Linked DNA regions of Mus musculus: region 1 is linked to region 2. A link is a contact called in public Hi-C data. All regions are on one chromosome and are shown on one strand. The core of a region is the stretch at or near the end of the contact, and the rest is flanking DNA. Distances in the headings are between cores, read along the strand shown. Region 1 has its middle 15 kb from the start of Gm30127. Region 2 has its middle 120 kb from the start of Gm22674.

What was found. A called contact is a pair of places that touch in the nucleus more often than the background predicts.
Region 1: a Hi-C map of bone marrow-derived macrophages shows a contact between it and region 2, with 13 read pairs. The contact joins two enhancer-like sites. A contact is called at or near these places in 3 of 484 Hi-C or Micro-C datasets (bone marrow-derived macrophages and embryonic stem cells) and 1 of 9 other capture datasets (adipose tissue).

The regions. Positions count from the first base shown.
Region 1 is chr13:35,945,975-35,951,585 of GRCm38.p6, forward strand. No RefSeq gene overlaps it. Among named protein-coding and RNA genes, the nearest start is that of Gm30127, 15 kb to the right of the region's middle. Within about 2 kb of position 4,002, at least 9 of the 459 cell types and tissues checked have an H3K27ac peak or open chromatin away from gene starts, as enhancers often do. A contact at or near this core is called in bone marrow-derived macrophages, where this site is marked.
Region 2 is chr13:35,414,450-35,419,571 of GRCm38.p6, forward strand. No RefSeq gene overlaps it. Among named protein-coding and RNA genes, the nearest start is that of Gm22674, 120 kb to the left of the region's middle. Within about 2 kb of position 3,237, at least 4 of the 459 cell types and tissues checked have an H3K27ac peak or open chromatin away from gene starts, as enhancers often do. A contact at or near this core is called in bone marrow-derived macrophages, where this site is marked.

The sequences.
Region 1 (5,611 bases), core at 2,752-5,251, 530 kb after region 2:
GAGCCTTGGGTCAGCACGGCTGTAAGTTGTACAGAGAAGTTCAGTGATGCGGTCTTCATGTGCTAGGGTCACCAGTGCTAGGGTGACTTTCCAGTGTTACAGCCACTAGAGTCACCCACGCTGCTTGAGTAACCCCAGGGCACACTGGTACACCGAGCTGAACCTAAATGGAGTCGTTTCTTTGTTACATTGGTTACATTGTTGCCCTCTCTATCTGAGCAGGGTGGCACACGCCTTTAATCCCAGCTCAGGAAGGAGAGGCAGATGCAGACAGGTCTTGTGTGAGGCCTGTTCTATACAAGAAGTTCCAGGTCAGCGAAGAAAAGAGGAGCTGGGGAGAAGAAAAGAAATAGACTCCCGAGATAAAGTAACTACTGTGGGTTAAGAATGAGGAAGTTTCTTCTAAAGTAAGATAAAGTTCATCACTTTATTTGCAGGAGGATGGGTGGATGCAGGAAGATGGGTGGATGCAGGAGGATGGGTGGATGCAGGAGGATGGATGGATGCAGGAGGATGGATGGATGCAGGAGGATGGATGGATGCAGGAGGATGGATGGATGCAGGAGGATGGGTGGATGCAGGAGGATGGATGGATGCAGGAGGATGGATGGAACTTTGGCCCCCCTCCCCCCTTCCTTTGGACTTTGTGATGAGCCAGGAAGAAGGTGTGTGCACTATACTTTACAACCTGACCCCTTTCCATCTACTCCTGACCTTTCTCCTCCCGCCACATCAGAGATTTCTCTGCAGACTCCCTAGAGGATCTCCGTGGTAGGCTGTTGAGGAACTGCAGCACACAGTGCTGCTTCCTTCCCAGAGGCTCTCAGGCAGTCTACCCACTGCCCTCAGCACCCGAGGGTAGAGATCAGACACCCAGGGATAGCCCGAGTCCCCGAGTCTCCTAAACAACTCACATATTCCCATTGTGGACATGTCCACCTTGCATCACCTGTTCCTTTCCACGGGGACCACAATAAAGGCTCTGCCCACAGCTCTTTGAACCCCCTGCCTCTGGGTCACAATGATGTTTCCTGTGGTGTGTCTTGGGAATCGTGAACAGCAAACGTTTTGTTATTGTTTGTTTGATTCGTTTATTTTCTCTGTGTGAATGCTAGCTTTGCTTGAGCGTATCCGTGCGCACCATGCGCCTGCGTGATGCCAGCAGAGATCAGAAGACGGTCTTTGATCTCCTGCAGCGGGTGTTATAGACAGTGTCGGGGCTAGGAACCAAACCCAAGCCCTCTACAAGACCAAAAAATGTCCCTATCTACTGAGCCATGGCCCCAGCTCTGTGAATAATAAACATGAAGCAATCATCTCTTTGGGGAGACTGATACGGGAGGATCACCGTGAGTTGGAGGGCAGCCCGGACTATAGAGACCCCGTTTCAATGCCTCTCATGCTAAAAAATATTCTCCTGTTATCCTTCCATAACCTCGGGATTTCTATCAACGTATTATATTTTGAAAGAGGGGTATAGGGAGCAAACAAGTACAGCCTCAAATGACAGGCCACGAGTTGGGTTTAGAAAGCCTTAGAGACAAACTAGGAATGCGGCGCCACCTGCTGGTTGTGATGTTGCACTGCAGTACTAAAGATGTTGCTTCTGCCGAGTATTGCATGGAATTGAATTGTGGAGCTCAAAAAACCAAATCCTGTGCAGATAGTTATTTCTGGTGTGCCCATGCTGGCAGAGCTGAGGAGCGTGAACTGGGGAGACAAAATTCATCCAGGGGAGGCCAAAGAACCTACCGCAAAAGCCTAGGTTCACTGAGTGATGGGCGCTGGCATGGGACTCATTTCCTCACCAAGGAAAAACAGCTCATGGTGACTGGAAGCCCCAACGTTCTTCAAGTGGGAAATCCTCCAAGAGTTTCTGAACCAGATGAGTAAGGCCAGTCGCTGTTCTCAGCCCTCATTCCTGGCTTGTGTCTGCTCACTCGACTTAGACAGGGGAAGCCTGGAGGTTTTGCGATTGTCAGCTTTGACATGTACCCAGATGTGTGCCCACCTCTATGAGAGTGGTGGGGAAATCCTCAAAAACACGGGACAGCTTTAGCAGCACATATGATGAGACAGGACACAGAAGGGCCTCCTCAGGAGCTGCGAGTGCTAATTTCTCTCGTTTTTGTTTTGTTTTGTTTTTTTTATAGAGTTTCTCTCTGTAGCCCTAGCTTTTCTGGCACTCGTTCTGGCTTCCAACTCAGAGATCTGCCTGCCTCTGTCTCCCAGGTACTGGGATTAAATTTCTGTGCCACCACTTATGGTATAATTTATCTCATTTCTTCTCACCTCAGTGTACTGGAGCTCTTTGCTTTACACAGTGACTTGATGAACTGTTGGAAAACAAAATTTGCCATTAAAAAATAGAGTAAAAAAAAGGTACATAAACCAAAAGGACAAATACATTTCAGATGTAATTACAAACATCCCCCAGGTAACTACCTTCGGCAGTCAGGAGGGAAACACCGGAATGGACGCTGTGACCTAAGGCTCAGGCTGTTCCACTTTGCTATACAGGATGGAACTGGTAAGTGGCCCCAGAACCCTTGCCAGCCTTGGGAAATCCTGAGCATTCTGCTCTATTCTTAACACTGCACTCACAGCAGTCCACCAGGCTGGGAGTGGGGCTCTCCTCTGTATGGCACTGTCCCCAGCCACAAGTGACTCCAAATCACAAGGAAAAAAAATCAGTTTCTGAGATTATTAAAAGTGTCCACACAGACCAGCTCCTGTCTCTTGATCTTTCGAGCCATGCAAACTACAAGTTGTATTTTGATGACATATGACACAAAGACAGGCAAGCCATTCCTCTCGAGTCTGGTTCTCAGAAGGTACTAGCTTTTTGTAATATGACGTGGACCAGCAGTCACTCCCAGGGTCAGCTGTAGATGGTGGGGATGGGAGACCTGGCAAGTGGTAGGAAATAGGAGGGGGTCATGGTGACCATGGAGCCAGGTCAGGGTTCCCATGACCACTGCTTTCTCTTCCCTTACTAGAGAGGGAGCCACACACACCCTTTCCTCCAGTCCTGCGGAACAGAGAACTCAGATAGTGAGACATGCTGGCTTCAGGATATCCTCAGACTGAGCCCTGGATGCAGAGTAAGGGGGTAATGATGGGGGAGGGATGGGGGAGGGTAATGATGGGGGAGGGATAAAGAGACAGAGGGGTACAGAAGAGGTAAGGAGAGAGGAGGAAGAATCTAGGCACGGTGAGGCTGTTTGTACGTTATCAGGTCCTGATGGCAGAGTCCTCACGAATGGATTAGTGTTCAGGACCCCAGAGAGTTGGCTCACCCCTTCTGCCATAGACTCTAAGAGGCGGTGTCATCCATGGGTCAACATCAGGCTCCCAGCAGACATTGATTCTGTTCTTCTCACTGCAAGGAAATAGGCTTCTGTCATTTGTAAGCTGCCCAATCTGGGGGCTTTGTTTGGATATCTCACAGAAAGACAGATAAAGAGAGCAGCCATTTCTCATTAAAACGGCAGCATCAAACCTTCCCAAAAACTATCAGAGGAAGCAGATTTCTCCCAAAAACCACAGGCATGGCTATTCCAACTAACAGCATCAGAGAAGAGCAGAGAAGGGGCTTGCTACAAATGGTGGGCAGCAAGGGTCCCTGGCACGATAAACACCCATTAAGGCAAAATATTCAAACCAGAATCCGGAGGATTATTTCTTTGTAAATTACCGGGTCTCAGCACTTAATACGCCCCACCCCATACACCCGTGGCTCCATTAAGAAGGCTTCAAGTTCTTGACTGCCTATCCCCCCACCCTTGAAATGTTGATTTTTCCAGATGTGGGCGCACAGGGATGCAGTCTCTTTAAGGCAGTTACAGTGTGGAATCTGAAACCTTCTGGGGTTTTCACACTCAGTTACAACTGGTTTATTTTGCACTGACCAGGCTCGATGCTGCACTACCATTCATCCATCATTCAGGAAACAGGGTTCACTGAAAAACCGCGACCTTTCAAATGTTGACGCCTAACCATTACAGTACACATTTCACATTTGCTTTCCTGCTGATGTCAGGGTGAACACTGTAAAGTCAGGAAGCTGTCAAACTGTGTTGCACAAAGTATTTCCCAATTACCACTTCCCCCTAAAGTTTAGATTTTTCACATCGGCAACACATTTTCCGGTCACTCTCATCCAAGTCAGAGGCTCACATGGGTTGTTTTCCAAGAAAATATCAGTCAACGCTCACGCTTGTGTTAGAATGCTCTGAGCTCATCCATCTGCCATCGTTGCAATAAAGAAAAAGCAGCCAGTTCAAGTCAGACTCAGTCGCCAAGTGCTGTCCTCAAGGCTACCATCACGCCTCTTCAGATGCTGCGTCGTTTGCCATTTTGCCTGCTCTCCACAACGGAACGGATCCACATTGGCAGGAACAGGATAGACCACGGTCTTAACACTCGTTGCCCCCCATGTTCAGCCACCCCTCAAGACCACAGCCACTTGCCAGAGAACTGGCCTGGAGGGAGTGTATATCCATCACTCACCAACACCCAGAGAGAGCTTAGTCTCTCTCCCCCATCTCCCTTGCTCCCTTGCTCCCTGCTTCACCCCTCTCATTTTGAGCCCAGGCTGTCCTCTGGCATCCCTAGGGAACTGTAGAAACCCTGTGAACTCCATAGAGGACCCCACCTTGTCTCCGGTGGCTACCTTTCCCCTTCTAGACATTTGATTGTCAAACCCCTCCCCCCCCACTTGATCAATGACTTGTTTATTTTTCAGCCCTGTAGTAGCTATTCCCAGTTGTCCACTTGACCACATCTGGAATGAACTACAATCCAGAAATGGAGGACACACCTGTGATCCAAATCGTGAGGCTGGAAGACACAGACTTTTGATCCAGATATTGACATGGAATGACACACAATTTTGGCCTGGATGTTGAGGTATAGTGGCCATGAAAAACTTAGGCCCAAGTGTGGTGGTACAAACCTTTAATCCCAGAAGAAAAAAGCAAGCAGATCTCTGAGTTCAACGGCAGCCTGGGACAGAGCAAGTTCCAAGTAAAGAATGGCTTAGGTCCGGGCAAGGTGGTACACACCTTTAATCTGGGCCATGTCTTCTGCTGGAGGCAGAAGGACGACATAAAGACGACGGAAGAAAGAAGACTTGCTTTTCTTCACCTGCTTGCACTTACTTGCCAGCACATCTGGAACCCACTTCTTCAGGATTCCAGTGCATACAGAAGACCAGCTGAAACACCTAGCCTCGTGGGATTAACAACTACTAGACTTTTAGATCTCACATTCACGGCTGCCCCTTGTCGGGTTAGTTGGACTTCAGACTGCAAGTCATTACAATAAATTCCCCTAAGATATAGAGACATTCCAAACGTTCTGTGACTCTAGAGAGCCCGGACCAGAGCAAGCCCTAAATCCCTGCTCCATTGATGTATGTAAAGTTGCTTGGACCAAAACCAACCACCCAACAGCACTTCCTGTTCCTGTGTATAAGCTTTCATGGTATAAGCTGCCCCTAGGATCGACCCCGAGATAAGAGCTTTAAGAAACTATTTAAAATGAGCCTTCCATGTTGAATAATGGTCGAGTAAAGTTTAAGCTCCCACGACCTCCCCAGGAACTGACA
Region 2 (5,122 bases), core at 1,987-4,486:
CTAATTTCTTGTTTCCATTCAAGCATATCACAGAGTGCATCTATTGGGAGGCAGGAGGTTGGTCCAGCCTAGGGTGGTTTAGGGTACATGTGCAGTAAACTAAACTGTATTCTCTAAGTGAGCTTTCAGGACAACCCTCCATTTACCATCTTATGCTTATTATACATGGTTGGGTATGAATATGATGATTAAAACACATCCATCATTAGATAGGATGTATGCACTGAAGAAACTTAAGCTTGCCAATAAAAAGAGAAGTTCCCCCATACCCTTCCCCTAGCAAGCAGTGTTTCTTCCTTCTGTGCCCTATGAGAGGTGCTAAGCAGTACCATACTGTTCTTTCTCCTTTATTTTAAATTTATTTATTTTATTATTCTATGTGTTTGAGTGTTTTGCCTGGATGCCCATGTATGCACCTTGTGCATACTTTGTATCTTGAGAGGTCAAAGAGGTTGTGAGATCCCCTGACACTGAAATTACAGATGATTCTGATCCACATGTGTGTGTGCTGGGAACTGAACTTGGATCCTCTGCAAGCTCAACATGTGCTTTGAACCACTGAGACAACCCTTCCCAAACCCCAGCTCTTGAGCACTGTAGCTCAGGTAGGTCCCTGCTCTCTTTCAGGGCATCTGACCAGTACTTCTTTACTTTGCTTCTGAACAAAATCATTTGCTACTTTACCATTCATGGTGCTTATTCAGTTCTTTGAATATGACATTTGGAAATACCTGATCCAGATTAAAACCACTAGTGGCAAAACTCTCTAAACTGTCTTCCCAATGGATATCCATATCATGAATTTATTCTGTAACTTCAAAGATTCCCTTTTTTGTTTGTTTGCTTGTTTGTTTGTTTGTTTTAGTCTGTTTTCTTCTTATGGCCAGAGCACATAAGGCCTACTTTCTCAACAAATTGTTAAGTAGACAATGTGTAATTGTTCATCATAGGTCTGATGCTGTGCAGTTAATGTCTAGAAATTATTTATTTTGCATAAGTGAAAATGTATACCTTGTGGACATCTTCCCATTTCTTCTGGCTAAACACTCAGAAATCTACAAATCCTATCTCTGATTCTACACATCTATTTTAAACACCATGCAATTATGATTCTGTGCTATTTTTTTCTATGTCTGGCTAAATTCACTTAGCCTAATATCTGCCAGGTCCATCCAAATTATTCAAATGATAGGATTTTACTCTTTCTGTGGCTGAAAGTCAAGCCATTTTGTAGCTAGATTACATTTTCTTTATTCATACATCACATCTCAATGACAGGGGAGTGATGCTAAGTCCTCCACATGCTGATTTTAATTCTTTTCTATATATAACCAGGAGTAGGATTGCTGGAGTGCGTGGCTGTATTTTCCAATTATTTATTGTGATAAAATACACAATAACATAAAATTTATCATCTGAGCCATTTTAAGCATACAGTTCAGTGACATTAACTACGTCTACATTGCCACATTGTCACAGTAACATCAGCACCATCCATCTTCAAACCTTTCATCTACAGAGCAGGGACTCTGTTCATTAAACAGTGCGGCCCTCCTCCAGCCCCAGGCAGAACCATTTCTGTCTCTGTTATTTTATATCTAATATAAGTGGGATCAGACGTATTCATCTTTTTTGTATGACTGGTTATTCCACTAAGCATAATGTCCTCGATATTCATCCATATTGTAGAACATGTTAGAATTTTCTTGCTTTTAATGATAAAAAAGAATTCCACTGTGCGAATGCAATGCACTTTGCTTATTTATTCCCTCATCAGTGGGCCCTTGCCCATACCTTTCAAAGTTGGGAGATATGCATTAAAATTGCAGCTATGAGACTATCTTCAAGGCTCAAGAAGTTTGATGCACAGAGTCTTATTGAATGGTAGAAATCACTTGGGTTTAAACTGCTGCTATCAAGTTCAGAAGTCTCTCAGCAGTCTCCTCCTGGCTCTAATCCTCCCCATCCTGGGCATTTCACCCATGTATGTTATCTTATGCATCCTTGTATGATTAGGAATAGCTGCCCCTGCTCTATGTAAACCCTGTGTGGGATTTTTATTTGTTCAATGATTTGGGTCAAACAGTTCTGCTGTGATTGTATGGAATGGTTCTCAGACTCTGAGGAACCAGTCTAGAAAACAAAAACAAAGAAACCATGTGAAAATTCCTACTTGGACCTCACTACATCACTATATACACCCAACAATCTCCACCTCACTCTAGGCACCCAAAAGACTTAGATCTCTCAGGAATGGCATCACTGAGTGACTTATTAGCAACCCCCAGGACATGCACCCTGAAGGAATAGAAGCAATTTTCCTTTCTCAGAGTTGGTCCTCAGTGGCCCAGGATGGCACTGGCAGATAGACGTCGTGATTTTAGCTTTCTTGTACCTTAATCTTTAATCTGGGCTATACTTAATCCTCAGAAAATAGTAAAAGACTTCTAGCAGAATAAGTTTTCATTAACTTCTCTTGGTAGCATATTCAGATGTTTAGCATCTGTATCAGAAATGTCTTCAAATCCAAATGTATTTGTTAGAATGAGAAATGTCTCCACAGGATTTATATATTTGAATACTTTGTCCGTAGTTGGTGCCACTGTTTGTGAAGGTTATGGAACCTGTATGAGGTAGAGGCTGCTGGAGAAAGTAAGTCACTGGGGGGAACGTCTTGAGGTTTTATGGAATGATCCCACTTTCCTTTCTCTGTCTCTGCTTCCTGTCTATGGATAAAAGTCTGATCACTTGGCTTCCTGCTCTTGTCACCATGTCTTCCTTGCTTTAGTGGATGTTATCCTTTAGAACTGCAGATCAACATAAATCCTCTCTCCAGTTACTTTTAGTCAGGATATTCCATCACAGCAGCAGATAAGTGACTAATACATCAACCAAAAATCTTATAGAGTAATTGAGAAGCATTTCATCTCAGTTGGTTCATAGGAAAAATATAAAAGTATTATTTACTGTCTCTGTCTCCTATAAAACATGACTTTATGGACAAAATCATGACATTAAGTCACCATTCACTCTTTTTCTCTAACCAGTAAATTTTATTCCTCAAAACTTCAATTATTCTTGACATTTTCGCTTGAGTCTTTGAGTTCTCTGCATCCTTATGAATTCATCTATCCCAAAACTAGCTGCAGAATTCTAGTCGAGCAGTGCTAAATATAATGAAAATTGCTTCAGTTTCTAATTGTGTAATCTACTTTTATACTTGATTTCGAAACCAGGACACTGTATCGCTGACTCATGATCAGCCCAGGGTATGCAGGATACAAAGATCCATCTTCCTTATCATGGCTCATCACAGATTTGAAAGGTTGGCTTTTTTTCTCTGCAGATTGAGCACTCTTTACATGTTAGTTAGTCAGCTCTGTACTGTCATAATTAAACACCTGAAACATATAAAGGGTCAAATAAAAGTCACAAGTAAAAGGGCTTATTTTGGTTTGTGACTCTTGGGATTCAGATTTAAGTTCATGTAGCCCTATTGCTTTGGACCTACAATAAGGGTAGTCAACAGTGACAATAGTGTTTTCAGAACAACAAATACTTGATGAAAAGAGAAATCACTCAAACAGAGGGAAGTCTATTCAGAGTCCTACAATCCTATAGAGCATGTCCCATGAACTAAGCACCAGCCATAAGGTCCTACTTTCTAACAATGCACCTCCACAGCATTTCCTGATGGTATCCTCTGGGGATCAAGCCTTTTAATTCATGGATCTTTGGGAACACCCACCCAAAACTTAGCAATTTGTCTTGTCTGAAATTTTCTTTTGCTGATTTCTCTCCATGTCTCTAAGTAACCAGAGCCATTTTGAATTCTAAACTGATAGCAAGGGACTGATTGCTATTGTTCCCATCTGTGCTTGGTGTAGTTGTATGGCATTTGTGAGCTGTGCTCTCTCTTCCATCTCTGCATTACCAAGAACTCCCTGCCACACTTAGTGATGACCTTGGTACTTCATTTATGACTCCTTCCAATCACTTATTCAGCTCAGTCTTTGATGGACCTACATCCTTGCTCTCTATACTGTGGTTCATGAACTAAGAAGGTCATCTTTACCGGAAAATATTGCAAAAATGCCTTTCTCCATATCTACTGAACCAGACTCTCATGTTAGAATTACATAAACTGATTCAAAGGAAGGTTTGTGTTCACAGGCCACTTATTTATATTTTCCAGCTTTATTGATAAGGTTGTGTTTTTTTTAAATGAAGTTATAGTTAACAGTACCTCAATTTCTATGTCAACATATTACTACTCAAGCAGTAAGTTCTAGCAGAGTTGCTGGTTTTATGAGACAAATTCTTTAGAAGTAAGTTACACATAGATCAGGTGAAAATCTATCGAGATTCAGTATTTAGCAGTGAACTGAGTATAAGGTATTCCTCATCTTCAAATGGCATAGACTGGTAGTTCTGGCATTCTCTGGCCCAGTTGGATGACAATATCTCACAACAACATATCATGTATTTTCAAATACCCACAAAGGTGAATTTGGAATGTTCTCACTACAGAGAAATGATCAGCATGTAAGGTTACTGATGAAGTAATTGTCCTAGTTTGGACACTGCCCTATGAACACATACCAAACATTACACGATAGTCCACAAATATGTATAACTGCACTACGTGTCAGTGTAATTTTAAAAGGATAACACTAGGACATCCTTCACCAGCAAATCACTCAACAAACCTACCTCAACTGCATCCCATAAATCCATTCTGCATGGTGCTATTTAGGGCCAGTCACTGCTCTATCTTCTGTTGACTCTAGGAATTCACTCTTGTAATTGATTATCTTTCTTTTTCTTCCTCCCTTCCTTTCTTCATTTTTCTCTTCCCTTCCTGGCCCTTCTTTATCTCTATTTTATTTTTATACAGTTGTTCTAATGTTTTAAACCCATGGAATTGTGCACAATGAAAACACACTCAGCTACTGAGTCACTCCCAACCCAAGTCCCATTTCTCTCTCTTACACCATTACTTTTCTTTCTACTTCATCAGAGGCTCACAAATACAATGTGTGCTTGACTTCTCCTCCCTAAATTGACCATACTTAAGTATATTTTTGGTTGTCACAATTAGGATGATACTAGTTGGTTTTGA